Regions from separate parts of the Mus musculus genome. Here all the other regions are linked to region 3. The links are chromatin contacts, called in public promoter capture Hi-C maps. All regions are on one chromosome and are shown on one strand. Each heading gives the region's core, a stretch centred on a gene start, on an enhancer-like site or on the middle of the called end of the contact. The rest is flanking DNA. Distances are from core to core; before and after follow the strand shown.

Region 1 (3,081 bases), core at 137-2,636, 3.9 Mb before region 3:
TCTCTTTTCAGAACCCTTCTTTTAATTATGGAAGCCTTTCCCCTGAGCACCCTTTCAGTGTAGACCCTGAAAGGAAATGGAACAGGACACAGGCTTTACATGTGGGCTCTTTCCTACATCTAAGGCTAAGAAAAGTTCCCTTTAGGAGTTCCCTAAAGTGATGCTCATATGAAGTGCTCATTCAATACTCTGTTCTATAGATGCTTAGACTTTTAATGCCACAGCTTTAGAGATCTGGCAAAAATCCGCCTTAGTTGAGATCTACAAGTCTACAAAGAACTCAATGGAGGATTACTATCCTAACTCTCTGAGTTTCAGCTCTCACCTGCAACTACATGTGTCCATTTTCTCCCACAAATTCACCTACATTTAAAATCGTCTCAGAAATTCAGAGGGAGGAGGCAGGAAAGAAAGGAGCACGTGCTTGGGAGACAGAGAATTGAGGGTTCTAGGGCAGGGTAAGACAGCTACATGGGGGCACCCGGACACATAAACTGGAAAAAAAGAGGAGGGAAGACCAAATTTACAACCAGTAAGTAAACAAATAATGGAAGCAAGAAAATATGAAGTTTGCAAAAGGGGAAAGCAAAGCCTCAAGTGGCTAATGCTGTGCTACTGTCATGTGTCATCTAAACCTGGTCCTTTAGTCCTATCCCGTTTTAAGAAGTGAATGATAAGAACAGAAATAATGAACCAAATGAAAGTATGTGAAAATACTCACTGAATCTTGGCTTCTATAAGTGAATAGAGGCTGTAAAATCTGGTCAATTCTCTCTCCAGCCCTACATGCTAAGCGATCTGTACAACTTCCCTACCCAAGCCATGTAAATGACAAAGTCAAGAAGTCCTCAAAATTCTCAATCGTGCCCAGGGAACTCCCTTATTAGTAGAAGCTTCTGAGGATCCTTAGAGGGGGCTCGGACAGGGCTGAGAAATCAAGAGAAGTATACTTTAATCCAGTCCCAAGGCAGTGCACACGCACTCCCTGAGAGGCAGCTCGGGTGTACTAGAGCCAAAGAGGATCAGCCCGGGTCCACCAGCCAGCACCCCAGGATGAGACAAGATCCGGCCAGACCCAAAGGGACTCGGAAAAACGTCCTAAGATTCCAGTCACTCGCTCTACTAAACTCAGTCTAAGAACCAGTTCCAACCCTCAAGGCACCCTCAATCCCCATTTGATTACGGAGACCCACGGACCCGACTTCCGGGCCTCAGATAGAGTAGGCTTCACCTCCTCCACAGCCTGCCACGGTCCTGTGAGAACGGCACAACCCCATCCAGAGAGACCGAGAACGTTAGAAAGGACAGCCAAGACGCGTACTTACCCTCCAGTCCCATGGCCGCCACTGTCCGGACCTCCCGCGGCAGTTAACAGAATCCCGCCCCGCTGCTCCAAAGCACCAATCAGAAGCGTCCGCGATCCGAGCGCCGCGCCCCCATGATAACCAATCACACAGAGGTTCTGAATTACGTAGAAGAGAGACGCCCAGTCGGGCCCAAGTCTCTAGCGCGGGATTGTAGCGTCAGCGAGCGCAGGAGCACGTCTCCTAAGAGCTGCGGAAGGTCCCGGGCGTAAGTGCCCTGGTTGCTTAGTTACTGCGTCTCTTTTCAGGAAGCCCGGTCTCTCCCCGCCTCCTTCCGGTTAGAGAGACCAGGCGGGGCCGGGCCGGGCCGGGGGCTGGGGGGAGGAGCGGGAATGCGGGGAGGGCGGGGATAAGAGGAAGGGCAGGGTAGGGGGCGGGGAAATCAAGGCCAGGGCGTTTCTAGTCAGTATGGTACCACAGCCAAACCAACCACATCCATTCTTGTTATTCTGGCAGGATTGCTAAATGTGATGCATAAAAGTACAAAAATAAAGAAAAATCACAGCAAGTCAAAACTAAACTCTGAACTTTGAATCTTAGATCTACATATCTGTGCGTGTCCTAAAGACTGAGGACTTTCCTTTTAAAAGTTCAGATTTTGTTTTTGTCTTACAACTCTATGGGGGGGGGGGGGTGTCAGGGAATCTTAGGTATAACCTGAAACGCTCCCGCTCAAGCTGCTGCAGTCCTCAGCCAAAACTGTCTTGCGGTCTGGAGCCAGATTGTGCTTGGCCAAGAAGACAGAATCTCTCGATTGTTGTAATAGTCACCTGCTCTTTATAGTTGGTACCTGCAGATTCCCCAGCATGGCCATTCCTGCATTTTCTAGAATAAATTGTTTTCTAAGCAACAACACCATCACCATGACTGGCATCCACTTGAAGCTTGTGGTAAAGTTAAGGGTATTTTCTAAAACAAAACAAAAAGTTGTGCCAGGTGTGGTGGCGCACGCCTTTAATCCCAGCACTTGGGAGGCAGAGGCAGGCAGATTTTTGAGTTCGAGGCCAGCCTGGTCTACAGAATGAGTTCCAGGGCAGCCAGGGCTACACAGAGAACCTGTCTGGAAAAACAAAACAAAACAAAAAAGTTGTAGCAGATTTGAACTGTAGTATTCTGCCTGAACGACCACAAAGCATGCCTTCAAAGACTCTCAACCAGTGTGTCAGGACCCCTTTGAGGTATCCTGTATAGGAGGTATTTACATGACGATTCATAATAGTAGCAAAATTACAGTTATGAAGTAGCAAAGAAAATAATTTTATGGTTGTGGGTCATCACACCACAGCATTAGGAAGGTTAAGAAACACTGCTTTAGAGAACGTTCTTGGAAGCCACTAGAATTTGACTAAAATATTGCTGTGCTGGATATTCTGATGATAAGGTATGAAGGCAGCCAATGCCAGTTGTACTATCAAATAGTCTAAAAAGAAAAGATGTCAAATAAAGTAGTCAGCATCTTCCCTTGAAATTTAGTTCTTTGCAAATTCATATGTAAATAAGCTTCCTTGGATAATTTTAGAGTGGGAGGCACCTCACACATGTAGTGAAAGCTGGCTGGCTATCTATATGCAAAGTACACAAAGAGAAAACTTGGCAAGAGTACTATTTCCAAACCAAAATGAAACTGAAGCATATGGAACTGTCTATGAGAAAAGGAATTGCTAAGGGAAATATGTGGGAAAAGGCTGGGAGCTTCAGAGAAAAAAGTATTTCTATC
Region 2 (2,929 bases), core at 116-2,615, 3.8 Mb before region 3:
GAACTGACACTTCCTACCCCAGCAGCCTCCAACTGCCCAAGTTCCTCAGTTAGGGGTGGTACTTCGTGGAACCTTCTCCCATCTGTGTTGGTATTCTTACTGGCTGACTTAATTTTATGTAGATCTTGTGCAGGTAATTTTTTAGGCAAGAAATCTTTGAACTTCTTAATAAAGTCCTCTAAAGCACAGACAAACCATTTATGAAGTACCCCAGGCAATGGAACCGATGATTCAGGAACAACACATATACTACATTTATTATTCAAAAGTGTTCCATTATTGATTGAAGTCTAAGTCCTAACCAAGGAAATATCACACAACAAATACAATCACCCCCCCCCACACACACACACACACACACTTCTAACTTCAGGTGTTTGCAGACAAGTAATTCCAAGCCCCAGATCTGATCACCATATGAACTCTAACCAATCCTTCAAAGATTCCTTAAACTAAGAGAAGCACTTTAATAACAGGCAGATTCTGGAACTGGACACCTCAGATTTACATCTCAGTTTTGCCACATTCCAGGCTGCTTTCATTTGGGATGCTGTGTGTCTCAGCTTTTCCATCTATACAATGGGATTAAGAAGCGTCTGCCTCAAAGGATGTAAATAGGGCTGTAAGAAAGTGAGCTGCTGTTCTTTATAGGGACTCAACATAGAAGCACCCTTCAGTTTGTGAAGGCAGATCCTAAAACGGATCCTCTCTAGCAGGCAAACAACATGCATCTATTGGGCCATGAAATGTGGGAGACAGAAATGAACTTCTGAGTCCAGCCCCGTAATCATCCACACATAAGCGACTAGTAAGTAGTTTTGCCTCCACCTAATTTTTCTGGCTTCTTCCAGACTCCCACATTTAGGCCCTATACACAGGAACAAGGATAAAGCAGTTAACTAATTGCAGTGTGTTGCCAAGAGAAAAACCAAGCTATCATCTCAAATCGTGGTGGCTATTTAAGCATTTCCCTCCCTCAGCTCCCCTCCGAGCCCCAGTAGTGAGCTGGGAAAGACAGCATCATGAAAACTGGTCGGAGCATTCCTCCCACCCCCAACACACACACACACACATACACACACCACTCTCACGAGGGCTGAGTTCCCCAGGCCACTCACTGGGCAGTAGCGCAGGCCCAGGAGGGAGGCCACAGTCGGAGGTGCCTAGACTCCACAGCGGCAGGGACACAGCAAAGGGAGGACAGGTTTGCGGAGCGCCAGCCGTCAGTCAGCGTGACTCAGCGCTTTGTTGCGGGCCTCCAGAAGGCGGGAGTCTCTAGGTCTCAGGGGCCTTGGACCGGGGGACACACCCTTTATTTACCCTGGGTTTGGATTCTCTGACTCCGCCCCATGGCTCTCTGGATCTGCCTTTTGAAAGTCGGTCCAAAGAGTGATGCGCACCCCGGCCTCTTGGGGGCGCGCTGCCCGCCTCCCAGGAATGTATGGGACACTCAAGTGCTCTGCAGCCCCTTAGAATCTCTTGGAAAACCTGTCCTCACTCAAGTCATCTTGTCACCCAACGCTTCGTATGAGCAAGAATGTTTTCTAACCACTTGTCCCGTTTGGGGGAGTGACTCAGCCTCTCTATGCATTATCCCCAGTGAAATGAGCGTGGTAAAGCTGACAGGACCAAGACTGTAAGGCTGTAATGAGAATGAAATGAGCATGTCTCCGCATAGGTACTACACAGTTATCTCTCATAAATAAATACGCTTCTTGCTGTTTGCCAATGAGAATGGGGCAGAGGCAGAGCAGATGTAAGAACCAAAGAATCTCTGTTCCTGCTGAAAGAGAAGGCACACTCTAATAGGGAATCATAGAAGGGCTTGAGTTTTGTTGGGCTTCAAGAGCAGGCCTTAGAGAGTTAGCCTCAGGAGGTGAGGGTTTGTCCACAGCCAGGAAGCAATCTAGTTTTCCTAGGACTTTTAATCAGAAGACAGGCTACCATACGCAATGTTCTTTAGATACCCGGAAGTTCATTGTCTTTTCTTGGAAAAAGAGTGAAAGTGATGCCTCTTTAAAAAAAACAAAACAAAAACAAAACTACGAGCCTGGGAAACTGAAAAGGAATAAACAGTAAATGTCTTTTTACTTTCCAGCTCTGTGGGTCTTCCGTGGAGACTGCTCCCATTTGCTTTTGTAGCCAGAAACAGCCAGAGACAACGCCTGCTGAGTGTGGTGGCTGTGTTTTAATAAAAATTTGATTTTGGATAATGAAATTAGAATTCATAAGATTATGTTTTGAATTCGTACAATTCTCAGCTGTCATGAAAGTCTTCTTTTGACTTTATATTTCAGCTGGTTTTTGGGGGGCATGGTTCCCCATATCCCCGGCTGGTCTTACCTCCCTAGAGAGCCTAGGATAACCTTGAACTTCTGACTTTCCTTCCCACAGTTCCCAAGTGTTAGGGTTACAGTGAAGCATTCACCAGCGTGCCCAGTTTTACATGGTGCTGGAGACTGAACCCGGGGCTTTGTGTATTCTAGGCAAGCAATCTACCAACTGAGCTAGATCCCCAAGCTCTTCAACCTCAAGATGTGAAAAGGCATTCTTACCTTTCAGACTACAGATTTCTGCTGTAGAAGAATGGGGAAGTGGAAGAACAAAGACTTTTCCTTGGTGCTCAATTGGGCAGAACACACTAAAAATGGGAACAGTAGAGAGGAAAATATCATGGCCTTTGTACAAGGATGACATGCAAATTCATAAAGTTGCACTCTCCCCTCCCTGCCTCAATTCATGGCCACACTTGGGTGTATATAGTCTTTTCTTGAAATGGCTATCTGTCTTCCTTAATGCCGATACCCAAATCTATATTAAAACGCATTCACAATAAATTCTGTTTTTTAACTCTTTTCCCTGAGCTTTTCATATCAGTGGGGTTCAAACTGACTCTGCCTACCTTCAGCAATTCAAGACTAACAGATTA
Region 3 (3,003 bases), core at 173-2,672:
CTCTGAACAAAAATAGCTCAGTGGTCTTACATTGGGCACTCACACATAACTTTTGCCAAGCAGGAAGCATAGCAGGCGTATTCATACCTGAGATTATATGCACAGTTTCACAGGACCCCTTGATGCTGATGCTCTGTGCCCAGAAGTTTTGTTGGCTGTAAAGCAGCAACCAGAGTGGTCATAGGGTCCTCTCAGGGGGATTTCTAACAAGGGAGGGGCAGTAACAGTTGCCCACACTCTGGTCAGATGCAAGCCTTGGGAGTTTTTCACTCCTGCCTACTGTTCCCAGAGTAGAGTTAGTTCACTGTTCTCCTTCAGTGTGCTCTGTCCAACCTAACAGACTTCTTTCATCCAAAAGAGGCAGTAAGGAAGGACCTCGAGGGGGGTGTCCCGATGGGGGGAAAAAGAGGAAGGGAGGAGGAAGAGGAGAGAAAAAAAAAGGTCCCAGAATTCTGCAAAGCAGCCGCAGCAACTGTTCAAAAGCCAGAATGCCTGACTTGTGAGTAAAGTGAATAAAATAGCGATAAGGGAGTAGGGTGATAACTGGCTAGCAAAGGACTGGATTAAAGTCGGAAACCTCTTAAATAAATGCAAGCTCTCATGAGTGACAGAGGCCTTGGGGAGAATGAGTTATATCAGTGGGCAGTTTCCACCGTTCTCTGGGCTGCTCTCTGTTTACCTGGTAACACAGGATGGTTTGCTGCACCAGCCTCGCGTACCCGTCCAGGCGGACCCCAGAATTGCTCCTGCTCCGCATCTCGCCCAAGCTCATGGGCCACGGAGCTGGACCTGCCCGCTGGTGTCCGCCAAAGTTGCCGCCTCCAAGCTGACCTGGTCCTCAAAACATTCAGCGTCAATGAGTTTCTTCAAAGGGGGCCGAGAGGAAGAGTTTTCAAACTGAGAGACCCAAAGTATGACTTGCAAGGCGAGCCAACCAGAGTGTCGCGCCGCTGGGCGGTGCGGGGGAGGAGACGGGGGTGGCGCTATCGCGGCCCGGCTTCCTCCCGGTCAGCAGCTGCCCCGAGGGTTTCTAGTCCCACCACCATGCTCGACAGAACCTAGACTGGGCACTAGGCTGGAGAAAGGCCTTGGCGGTACCCCTCTGTTTTGGGAGGCGGCTCCGGGTTGCTTGGGAGCTCACCTAAGCTTTACTAGGCTCCGCCCCCCTCGTGGGGCGGACTCTCCAAGTCTCCGCCTAAAGGGAGAGGGTCTACAGAGGAAGGCCGCTGGGAGCGGCGGGGAGCTGGGCTCTTAACGGAAATTCAGTTTTTTTTATTGACTTTGCTCCTACCTCAACCTGCTTCCAACCGCGGCTGAGGCTAAAGGAGCAGAGTCCTTCGGTCGCGGCCCCCGGGGTACGGAGGCCACCCCTCACGCCGGCCCGAACCAAGAAGCGGAACCCGTGCAGTCCCGCCCGGAAGGAACGCGTTGGGGGGGCGGTACCGATCTGCTCGCAGCTCCGCCCCCAGTCCGCCTCCTCCGTGGGGTTTGGAGCCCTCCTTGTCATGGCCTGACCAGGAAGGAAAATGGGGCAGCCCGCAGGAGTATGGAGAACTTGGATGGAAGCAGAGAACAAGTCGGCTTTCTGGGTCGGCAATGACAAGGTCTCCTGAGCGGAGCCGCCAAACCCACCGGAGACTAGAAAGAGGCTGGGCCGCCTGGGCATCCTTCGGATGACCGGCCGTCATAGCCCCGCCCTGTCCTGGGCCTCACCTGAGGACAGAGTCCCCATAGTGGAGCTCAGCACTGAAAGCAAGAAAGGGAGGCCTGAGTACTGTCCTCCACATACACTCCTGGTACCCGTGGCTCCTGGCCTTAGCTCCTGGGAGAATTTTGCAGTTCATTTATAATAGTATATTTTGAAATTTGGCATCCCATTAGTTGTCAAGGTTGCTAACCACAGGCCGCATTCTTTGATCCTGTCTTCATTGTCCATCAAAATCTGGCCCACAAATAAATTTGACTGGGCAGCTGTTCTAATGTAATTGCTTCCACAAGCACTTTGTTATTCTCCACTTTGACCCATTTCATTGTCTAAAACTTACCTTTGCCTTAAAGACTAGGTCAGCCCACTCATTAGCGTTTCCAATTTTCTGGATTCCTATAGCAGTTTCCTCAGTAAAGATGGGGCAACGAGTCAGTTCGAACTGCACTTTATTCCATTTCTGATTTATATAGACATTTGTGTTACTGTTTCAGTTGTTTGACTTTTACTGTTTTTATCTGTTGGGGTAAACCTCATGCCTTGTAATGTGACAAGGTCAAGTGCGTGTAGCACATACTTGACTCAGAGTGGCACTTAAACCAGAGCTATTTTCAGCACCATTTGGAAATAGTGTATTGTTTACATTTTAACTGAGGCATACTTTTCTAACTGGATTATGAGATGCTTATGAAATAGCTTGGTATCTCCCACCACACCTGGCACAGAGTTGATTGTACATGTGTCTAGGGCTCAATGTTGATGGACTGAAAATGAGTCCTGCTTATTTGACTCCCCTTATAGTTAGTCTTTAACTAAAGCACCCAACCCCTATCAGCCCACATACTTTTTCTCTGAGACAGAGTCTTGTCATGTAGCCTAGGCTGCTCTCAACTATATTATGTATCCAAGACTATTCCTCAAACTCACAGCAATACTTCTTTCCTCGGCATCCAAAGTGTTGGGATTCTGAGTACGTGCCACCACACCCAGCTCGAGTACTTTTCAACATTCTTTTCAAGCCTTGGTGCATGTATATGTTTTACATTGGGCAGTTCCCCTCATATCTTCTTACCATTCTTTTCTCAACTCATTATTTGTTTTAATAATGGCACTGAAGTTATGAAACAGTGCACAATGTACTTCCATGTAGGAGTTGCTGTGGCCTAGGGAGTAAGATTAAGCATTCAATTACCATAATTGAATCCCTTTAGTAATCTTTCTATGTACCTTTCCTGGAGATTTCATATATTCTTCTGTATTTAAAAGGTGGCATCATTGCTTATTTTTAGGATGGCTTG

What was found. Promoter capture Hi-C pulls out the DNA fragments that hold promoters and counts their contacts.
Region 1: a promoter capture Hi-C map of pre-B cells shows a contact between it and region 3, with 3 times the contacts expected there. The contact joins the promoter of Piga here to the promoter of Phka2 in region 3. A contact is called at or near these places in 2 of 39 promoter capture datasets (erythroid cells and pre-B cells).
Region 2: a contact with region 3 is called in a promoter capture Hi-C map of erythroid cells, with 6 times the contacts expected there. The contact joins the promoter of Pir here to the promoter of Phka2 in region 3. A contact is called at or near these places in 2 of 39 promoter capture datasets (cranial neural crest and erythroid cells).

What each region holds. Positions count from the first base shown.
Region 1 is chrX:164,418,085-164,421,165 of GRCm38.p6, reverse strand. Piga (phosphatidylinositol glycan anchor biosynthesis, class A) reads right to left here and starts at 1,386. Exons shown (of 6, transcript NM_011081.3): 1 at 1,326-1,386.
Region 2 is chrX:164,267,867-164,270,795 of GRCm38.p6, reverse strand. It overlaps Pir (pirin), which reads right to left and starts at 1,365. Exons shown (of 10, transcript NM_027153.3): 1 at 1,119-1,365.
Region 3 is chrX:160,500,581-160,503,583 of GRCm38.p6, reverse strand. Phka2 (phosphorylase kinase alpha 2) reads right to left here and starts at 1,422. Exons shown (of 33, transcript NM_172783.4): 1 at 680-1,422. The coding sequence starts at 757.